Linked DNA regions of Zea mays: all the other regions are linked to region 2. Evidence: chromatin contacts called from public Hi-C data. All regions are on one chromosome and are shown on one strand. Each heading gives the region's core, a stretch centred on a gene start, on an enhancer-like site or on the middle of the called end of the contact. The rest is flanking DNA. Distances are from core to core; before and after follow the strand shown.

Region 1 (3,032 bases), core at 15-2,514, 140 kb after region 2:
TCTGACCGTTGGCTCTGCCACGCGTCGCGCGCGGATTACGCGACCGACCATTGGCCGGGCCGACTGTTGACTCACCGGACAGTCCGGTGCACCACCGGATAGTCCGGTGATTTATAGCCGTACGCCGTTAATTGCTTCCCGAGAGCAGCCAGTTGACAGACGTCGGCCTGGCGCACCGGACACTGTCCGGTACACCACCGGACAGTCCGGTGCGCCCAGACCGAGTTGTCTTTGGCTGAACAAAGTCATCTTCTTTTCCAACTTGATTTCTCCTGTTTCCAGCACTTAGACACAATACATTAGTCTCCAAAACAATGTACTAAGTCTTAGAAACATACCTTTTTACTTAATTTGCACTTTGTCCATCACTTTGCATAGATTAACATAAGTCCACTTGTGTTGGCACTCAATCACCAAAATACTTAGAAATGGCCCAAGGGCACATTTCCATTTCAAAGACGGAAACAGTAATTTTTGGATACCGGGAATCGTTTTCGAAGTTTTACCGAAATTTAGATCTAAACGAAAACGGAAACGGTTACCGAAAATACGGAAATGAAATCGGTAGAAAAACTCGGAACCGGAATCGGAAACGGTTTGAGTCTCTTCCGACCGTTTCCGGAAATTACCGTTTTTATTCGGAATTTCACCGTTGGTAAAAAATTGGTATTTTTCAGAAAAATATTAAATCTGAACTGATCTTTATAAATTCATAATAAATTTATCTTAACTTAGAAAAATATGAAACTAATTTTATTATTTCCTAAAATCAAGATCTATCTAATAGTATATAGTTTAGAATCGTTTGAAACTTTTATAAAACTTTCATAATTTGCACAAGAACTTAAGAAGGACCAAGATGACACTGATTATATTGACTATGTAAGTGCTATATCAGTATACACATCTTAATTCTACTTTATTTAAATACATAATAATGATTTTATAGTATGCTTCTTACTTTAATATTTATTGTGACCTCCTACCTTATATATTATTACTAATTTTATATGAATGTATGACTTGCTTGAATTTTTGAAGTCAATTGAGGGTACATGTTACAGTTTTTACCGATCGAATTTTAGATTCCGATCGTAACCGGTGTAATTTTCGTACCGAACTTTCGTTTTCGATGTTTCTGAATTACCGATGTCGTTTTCGTTTTCGGAGTTACCGTTTTCAATCTCATTTCCGAGAAAAAAATATGAAAACAAAAATAATTTTAATGTTTACCGATTATTTCCGACCGTTTTTATCCTCGTTATACCGGCTCTGGCTGGAGGTTGGACACATCGTGATCGTGAAGCCTTCCTCTCCCTGTCATCTGCGCTTGGCGGGAGAGGCAGGCTCGTTTTCGTCTTCTTCTGCTCGAAAGAAAGAGAACAGCGGAACAGCAGAGGCTGCAGGTCTTCCAATTCCAACCTCAAGGTCAAGGTGGAAACGAATCGGAAGCCGGAAGGGAAGCCAGTACAGTACGAGAAGCTCCCAGATTACTCACGAAGGCTCGCCATGCCGCCAATCAAGGTATACGCACACAGGTGGTCGTCACCCTCCCGTGCCGTCATCATCTTCTGCAGGTAGGTAGTCTGTTCCGTCCGGCTCTTCAAGTCATCCGCCGCTCGATTCTTGATGTCGGCAGCCGCGTGCAGGGTGAACAAGATCGATTTCGAGGAGGTCACGGTGGATCTGTTCAAGTCTCGGCACCGCACCCCGGAATTTAAAAGTACCCATCCCCTGTCCCCTAATTAGTCGTTTCCCTCATGCTCATTCTGATTTCCGTCCTCTTTTTTTGGCTAAGGTCGCTGCAATTGTACCACTTGTGTCTCAAATTGAGTGTCAATTATGTGTACTATCTATGGTAATAAATAGTATGTACCGGTGTTCTTTTCACTACTAGTGGTATATTACCCGTGTTCAAGAAAAGAAGTGCTAGTGGTCTTGTGTGGTGGTGGAAAATTCATGAAAATCATCCCGCAATCAAGTATTTGCTGAGCTACTTGACCTTTGATTGCTGCTCCTCTCTTCAGAGATAAACCCAATGGCACAAGTGCCTGTAATTGTGGATGGAAGGTTTAAACTGTTTGAAAGGTACGCCCTGAAAAACTTGTATAGGCGGATTCCGCTGATTTATGAGTTGCCTGCTGACTGCCTCAAACTTTTGTTGAAACCTACCTATAAACATCCATGTACATGGATTCAATACATTTGGCTTGATTTCTAGTTAAAAGTGGGTAGTCACTTGTTTTCCTTTTGCCTTTGACATATGTAATTTAAAAGGCCAGGCCTGGTGCAGTGGTAGAGTCTACCGTCTGTAACTGGAAGGTCCCATGTTCGAGCCCTAGCCTCTGCATATTATGCGGGTAAGGCTTGGCGCTTAAATATACCTTTCCCTAGACCCCGCACAGTGCGGGAAGCCTATGTCATTGGGTACGCCCATTTGATGACATATGTAATTTATAAACCAATGTTGTTTTAGTTCTGATGAGCCCAAAAAGGGCTAGGAGAGGCTTCTGCTGTCCCAAACGAATGTTATAGACCTTGCTAGAAGTTTGTTTAGTCACAGTCCATACAACTAGGAGTCCAGGGCCATCCTGTTATAAACTCATTTATTTCAGTTCTGTTTTGCATTTGTATGTTTCATGAAAACTTAGTTATTTCAGTAACTTTAGAGCTCATGAGTGTGGACAGAGAGTTTTGAGTTTTTAGCCATTATAAAGATGTTCTGTCATACCCAGTGGCGGAGCACAACCCAAAATCAAGGTATGGCAGTGAACAAAACATATTGCACTAAAAGCTAAAAGAAAAGCTCAGTAAAAAAACACTAATGGGGTGTTTCGTTTGTAGAGTCACTCTATGCTTCATGAAGTGATGCATAATAAGTTTATTCCATCAATTTTAATGCACTCCTCATATATATACTAATTATTAACTTATGAGGAATGTGGTGGTGATGAATCAATCCATTCTATTTCACAAACCAAATAAAAAAGTGAGGAGTGAGAAGAAGATGGATCACTTCAATCCTCAAACCA
Region 2 (3,018 bases), core at 508-3,007:
CCTCAACCTCCACCATCTCATCGCTCTCGCACTCCCTGTATAATGATGAAGCGCCATGGCACGCGCTTGTGTGGCGGTCGAGGCGGAGGCACCCGCGACCCGCGTTGACTCCGAGGAGGAGCGCGTCGCCTCCTTGAGATCTAGGAGGTCGAGGTGGCTGCAGAGTTCGAGCATGTGCCTCTCCGATGACGACCTTGAGGAGGTGCCATGGCTTCAAATTAAAAATTATGGTCTAAGGTGAGCTTCAACAAAACAAAATGAGAGTCACAAGTATATAATACTCCCTCCATACCAAATTAAAAATTATTTTAGTTAATTAATGAATTCATATAATATTTGATGTATGTGTTTTATACATGCATGTGCAATGAGCAGTTGCCTAGGGAATTTTGTTAAAAAATATTTTGGCACGCGACAAGCTCACGACGGTCGTGCCTTTGTCTACTTTGATATTAAATTTATTTTTATAGAAATGATCGTGTGTCGCCCAGCCATCGAATCCATGCAACCAATAATATCAAATATCAAATGTGTTATGTACCGTCGCAATGCACGTACATTGCACTATGGCTTCTTCTCTCTGACCATTCTTTGTTAGTTTGGCCGTGTTTTTAAATCCAAAGATAGTTAGCATACATTCTGTAATTTAAAAAATAGAAATACAAAACCTGGCTTCTCTGTACCCACGTGGGATATATAAGGACACATTCACACATATGTGTGTTGCTGCAATAAGCAAGCAATAGCAGTGCACTTGTCGCAACTCCTGCCATTTTCATTCTCTGTTCTACCATTCCCATCATGAATTCCACGTTCTGCACACTCCAATCCGCGCGCTGTAGATATCAGGAAGATAGAACATATGCAACAAGGGTAGAGACTCTTGCAAGAGCACTTGACCGCAATTGCTTCTTTTGTTATTCTCATCATTCCCTGTTCTGCACACTCCAATCCGCGCGCTGCAGATATCAGGAAGATAGAACATATGTAACAAGGGTAGAGACTCTGGCAAGAGTCATTCTTCACACTCCTGCAATAAGCCAGCAATAGCAGTGCACTTGTCCTTACGCGTAAGGCTGCAGATATCAGGAAGATAGAACATATGCAGCAAGAGTAGAGACTCCGGCAAGAGAGCACTTGACCGCAATGTGTGTTGCTGCAATAAGCAAGCAATAGCATATCTTGAATTCCACGTTCTGCACACTCTAATCCGCGTGCTGGAGATATCAGGAAGATAGAACATATGCAACAAGGGTAGACTCTCGCAAGACAGAACTTGACCGCAATTGCTTCTTTTGAAGCAACACATCTTATAAGTTGATACCGCAATTGTTGATTGGTCAGTATGGTACTATATTTTGCAAGCCGTGACGATGACGGTAGCCCGCAACTTATTTGGTGTGTCCCACGTCGCATGCCTAGCAGGCCGCATGTCTCTAGCCCTGGCCCAGCCTGTCGTTCGAGTCCCCCTCTGTCGCTCTCCCTGTCCAGCGGGCCTCCCTCCACCTCTCCCTACAAGCGCTCCCTCGCATCGGTCTCCCGAGACAAAAAAAAAATTGCTGCAGGTCGGCTGCAAACTAATGTTATCTGCTGCAGCAATAACACAACTAAAACGTTACCTAGTTTGCAGCCCTTTACAAAAAGAAAGATAGAATCCACCTGCAGGTCCAGCAGGTAACGTTTTAGTTGTGTTATTGCTGCTGCGCCTCCTTTTTGTGAGGGGCTACAAACATTCTGGTTTACAGTCGGTATGCAGCAAATTTTTTTCCCCTAGACACGGCGATGCCTTCCTCCTCGCAACCGCTGCGCCATCTTCGGTCCACGCCCGCAAGCTCCCTCTCCACGACCTCCACTCCGCCAGCTCTGCTCCTCCTTGCTCTCTAGCACGCACGCTTGGAGGCCGTGGAGGTCGACGATGGAGGCGTCGTCCAGAAGAGGAAAGTTTGGGGGAAGCGTGCTTGGAGGTCGACACCGTAGCTCTAGCTTCGTGCGAAGGGGCTCCAAGCCAGCCCAGATCCGTGTCCAGGCTGTGGCGGCGATGACCGAGGACCTGATCCGCGTCCAGGCTACGGCGGCGATGGCGAAGGACTCAATCTGTGTCCAGACCAAGGTCGCGGTGGCGACGAAGGTGAAGGCCGAGGTGGAGGTGAAGAGCGATGCTTCCTCTCTCTGTCTTGGGGTGGGGATGACAGATGAGAGTGGGGTGCTGTGGTGGCTCATCGACATCAGCCGTTGGCGCCCTTCCCCTGCCTAGTTCGACGTTGTAGCCTCCCTCCTACTACATCACGAGGGCACCACCACCATCTCCAGGTACCGTGCCGATGGAGGAAAGGAGAAACAAGTTGCAAGGTATTTTGAAGGTACCTAAAAGGTTCGGGCAGGATGAGATGAGATGGGCAGGATGACCATGTTGGATGAAGAGAAGACTGGGCTGACGCAGCTCGAGGGGAAGCACACCAGGTTCATCATCAATAGTGACGACGAGATCGGACGAGAGGAGGTGGCAGATGCGACTGAGACGAGGGCGGAGCTTGGCGCACTGATGCCTAGGGGGCTGCTGCTGCCGGAGGGGAGGCACCTGCGCTTCCACAACGACGAGGATGACGAGGAATAAGAATGTTCATATTCAGATTGGGTATCGACAGTGGTTGTTTTTCCTTTCACCAGCCAAAATTCCTTTTGGGGGCCTCTATTTCTACAATTTGGTTATGTATTATGTCCCCATTCTTCAGAGAACAAATAACTCCTTTACCAATACAAAAAAAGGTCCTGACCAAAGAGATAGTGTATCATTTCGTTTTCTGTACTATTAAACTTGCAGTTTTTTTTTTGTCTATGCTTTCTCCAATGAAATCTACAGTATTTTGTTTTGTGTTTTATCCAAAATGTCATGAAGATTGTAATTATTAATCATTCATTGTTGCTTGCAGAGACTGCGTCTAACAATTTCAAGTGGTTTGTGATGTTGAAGCTTTGATTAAGCAAGTTGTTTCTGTTCACTTTATATTAAGGTTCAAA
Region 3 (2,947 bases), core at 4-2,503, 140 kb before region 2:
GGGACTGTCCGTGTTTTTTTTTCCGAGCAAACTAGCTCCCACAACCTGGCTTTGTGAGAAGATAGCAGAGAAAAACACAAGTTTCATTAACTTAAATATAAAAAACGAAGCAGATCTTGGAGAAAAAGAAAAATTAATGCAACATGTCTCGACCAACACTTACAATGGGACGGTGTGCTATGCAGATGTTCAAAACATTAATTTGGGGCTTGATTCAGACGTCCAGTGAGTAGTCACGTAAAGGAGATCAGATCAGATAACACCGTAATAATTTGTGAAGAGACAACACTGATTTATTTACATCTAGTAGGAACCAGACAGGTGTAATTAACGGTAACGCATACCCCTCTGGTAACTGGTTTGCGTGCCAACCAAACTGTATCTAATCAGTGTTGTCGAAAATCATGGTGCACATTCTGCCACCTAATCCATAATTGCAACAATCAAAATCCCAATCTAATAGCATTGTAGACAGCACAAATCTGCGTGGCAGTGAAGCCTCTCCTCCCCTCCGCTTCCACCTGCCTCCGCGCTCATGCGCGTGATGATGTTTTTTTTTTACTTTGGCTCGCTAAGACTGTCCTAATAGAGCGTGTAAAATAGGAGATATAAAACTATAGAAAATATTATTTAACATTATTTGTAGAAGACAGAAGTTTGAAATAGAGGATGATATGATCTGCTGGGGTTTTAGTCACTAGATAGAAAGAGAGAGCTAGAGATATAGATATAGATTTGATAATCGACTTAATTATTTAACCGCCGCCAGCAGAGTACGTGATTTTTTTTAAATGTGTAGCTAGACGTGGGGAAAAGAATATAGAAGGTGCTTTCTTTAAAAAAAATACGTTAGCTAAAGATTGTTGGACTGAGATTTGTTCCCCACGCTAAAAATACAAAAGGAAAAAAAAAAATACAGCGGCAGCATCCCGTACTTCAGGCATCTCACTGCCCCCTTTTCGTCATTTTTCCATACCGAACCACGCTTTGATTTGCATCCGACGTCGTCTCTCTCCACTGTCCAGCAGTTTCCTCCCCAGGCAGCCCCCTGCTTTTGCTGCATCTGCTCTTGGTCCATGGACTCAGCCTCACTGACAGCCGCACCGGAAGAAGCGTGCGTACGCGTGGCCTGCACTGCAACCATTCCACATGCTTCCAACTCCTGGACGAAGCTTCCTCTTCCCCTCTGTTGCGTCAACCACAAAGGACATCGCCGTAACGTCAAAGTCCAAGCAAACCTTTTTTTTTTATTTGCACCGACCGACCGACCGACGACACCGCCAGGTCCGCCACCACCACCGGTACAAGGCACGCACTCCCAGAAATCGCGACACGTCGAACCACGCACGACGCACGCACGCACGCAGACGCAGGCGAAGACGGCATGCGCGCCCTGATGCCGGAGCAGAGGAAGGGTCGGTCGCGGCTCGCCGCCGTCCGGGTGGGGCGGTCGCCGGCGGCGGCGTCGCCGTCCCGCCGCCGCCGCAAGAGCGGGAGCGGCTCGACGGCGGCGCGCCCGGTGCCGACGCCGGGCCCGTCGCGGTCGCGGACGCGGACGCGGCGGGAGGGGAAGAGGCGGGCGCTCGCGCGCTCCGCGTCCGAGCCGCTGCTCTGGTTCGGCGACGCGCGGGTCCACGACGTGCCGCCGCACGGGCCCGGGCTCGGGCTCGGGCTCGATTGCCCGCCGTCCCCTCCGCCGCCGCCGCTCGAGCGTCCGCACACTTGCTTCGACGTCTTTGCCCCGGAGTTCGGCCGCTCCCCCTCCTACGCCTCCCTCACCAGTCCCTGCCCCCGGGAGGTACGGTACGGCCCGGCCCCGCCGGCGAGCTAACCGAAGCCCGGAGTTAGGCAATTTGCGAGGTTTATTCACGGGTGGGAGTGGTTTGGCTGGCGCGGTGTGCAGGAGGCGAAGGTGGTGGTGAGCGTGACGGTTGAGGGCAGCGTCGGCCCGGTGAAGGCCATGGTCAGGCTGGGCGCCAGCGTCGGGGAGGCCATTGCTGCCGTGGTCGAGAGGTACGCCAGGGAGGGGAGAAGCCCGCGCCTGGACCCGGCCGCAGCCGAGAGCTTCCAACTTCACCACTCCCACTTCAGCCTTGAGAGTAAGCCACCACCATTACGCTTGATTTTAGTAAGAAGTGTCATACGAACGTTTCGGTGCTTGTGCTTGTATTTTGGATGTTAGCGTGCGATAGGAACCATTCTGGCTTGATCAAATTGGCGAACCATTCCGGATTTCTCGAAATCGAACTGCAGAGTAAGGCAACCTTAGCTTACTGTTTTCCTGTGATCCACGTTTAGTTATTCTTCATGTCGTTTTGACTCAGAAACCATTCCCGAAAGGCCGAAATGGAATTGCTATTTGTCCAGTGGGTTGATTTGTATTTTAACTACTGTCTGGCTGATTATTTGTGAGACAACTGCAGTTTTAACTACTGTCATAGCTAAAATGAGCTCTGTTGTCAATGACACATCACATCAATGAGACCATAGACATCTAACATTTTTTTTTGCTACTATACATATAGAGACATAGGTTGGAAAATTTTCTGGCTGTCGTTCTCCTGATTCGGTCCTCCAATTATATAGAGCTAGGCGGCTAGGCCCGATGCTTTGGTCGGCAGGATATAACATAAAATATATAATAATGTACTTATCGCGTCAGAAAATTGTGTGGATGCCAACGTCAGTGCATCTTTATGGTGCCATATAATTACATAGATTTTAAAAACCCTGCCCACCGACGTACACAGTTTAAAATATTTGGATTCACTGCTTGATTATGAAATCAATAATAATAATAATCATCATCTATTTCTGCGCCCAGGGTCAGCCATAGCCTATTGGGAACCTTGAGTCAAGTGTGACTGTCAGGATGAGGCTACTAGAAAACATATGGTGGATAGCTTTTGTGTTGACTAACTTCTTGTTTGTCATAAGTGCCACGGCA

Evidence for each region. A called contact is a pair of places that touch in the nucleus more often than the background predicts.
Region 1: a Hi-C map of tassel shows a contact between it and region 2, with 2.9 times the contacts expected there. The contact joins the promoter of LOC103652802 here to the promoter of LOC100274773 in region 2. A contact is called at or near these places in 2 of 25 Hi-C or Micro-C datasets (ear and tassel).
Region 3: a Hi-C map of tassel shows a contact between it and region 2, with 1.9 times the contacts expected there. The contact joins the promoter of LOC103652800 here to the promoter of LOC100274773 in region 2. A contact is called at or near these places in 2 of 25 Hi-C or Micro-C datasets (ear and tassel).

The regions. Positions count from the first base shown.
Region 1 is chr4:8,310,087-8,313,118 of Zm-B73-REFERENCE-NAM-5.0, forward strand. It overlaps LOC103652802 (glutathione S-transferase T1), which reads left to right and starts at 1,265. Exons shown (of 6, transcript XM_008679783.3): 1 at 1,265-1,577; 2 at 1,650-1,723; 3 at 2,028-2,088. The coding sequence starts at 1,510.
Region 2 is chr4:8,168,933-8,171,950 of Zm-B73-REFERENCE-NAM-5.0, forward strand. LOC100274773 reads left to right here and starts at 1,758. Exons shown (of 1, transcript NM_001365095.1): 1 at 1,758-2,778. The coding sequence starts at 2,393. The coding sequence ends at 2,614.
Region 3 is chr4:8,034,034-8,036,980 of Zm-B73-REFERENCE-NAM-5.0, forward strand. LOC103652800 reads left to right here and starts at 1,254. Exons shown (of 3, transcript XM_008679780.4): 1 at 1,254-1,798; 2 at 1,904-2,099. The coding sequence starts at 1,385.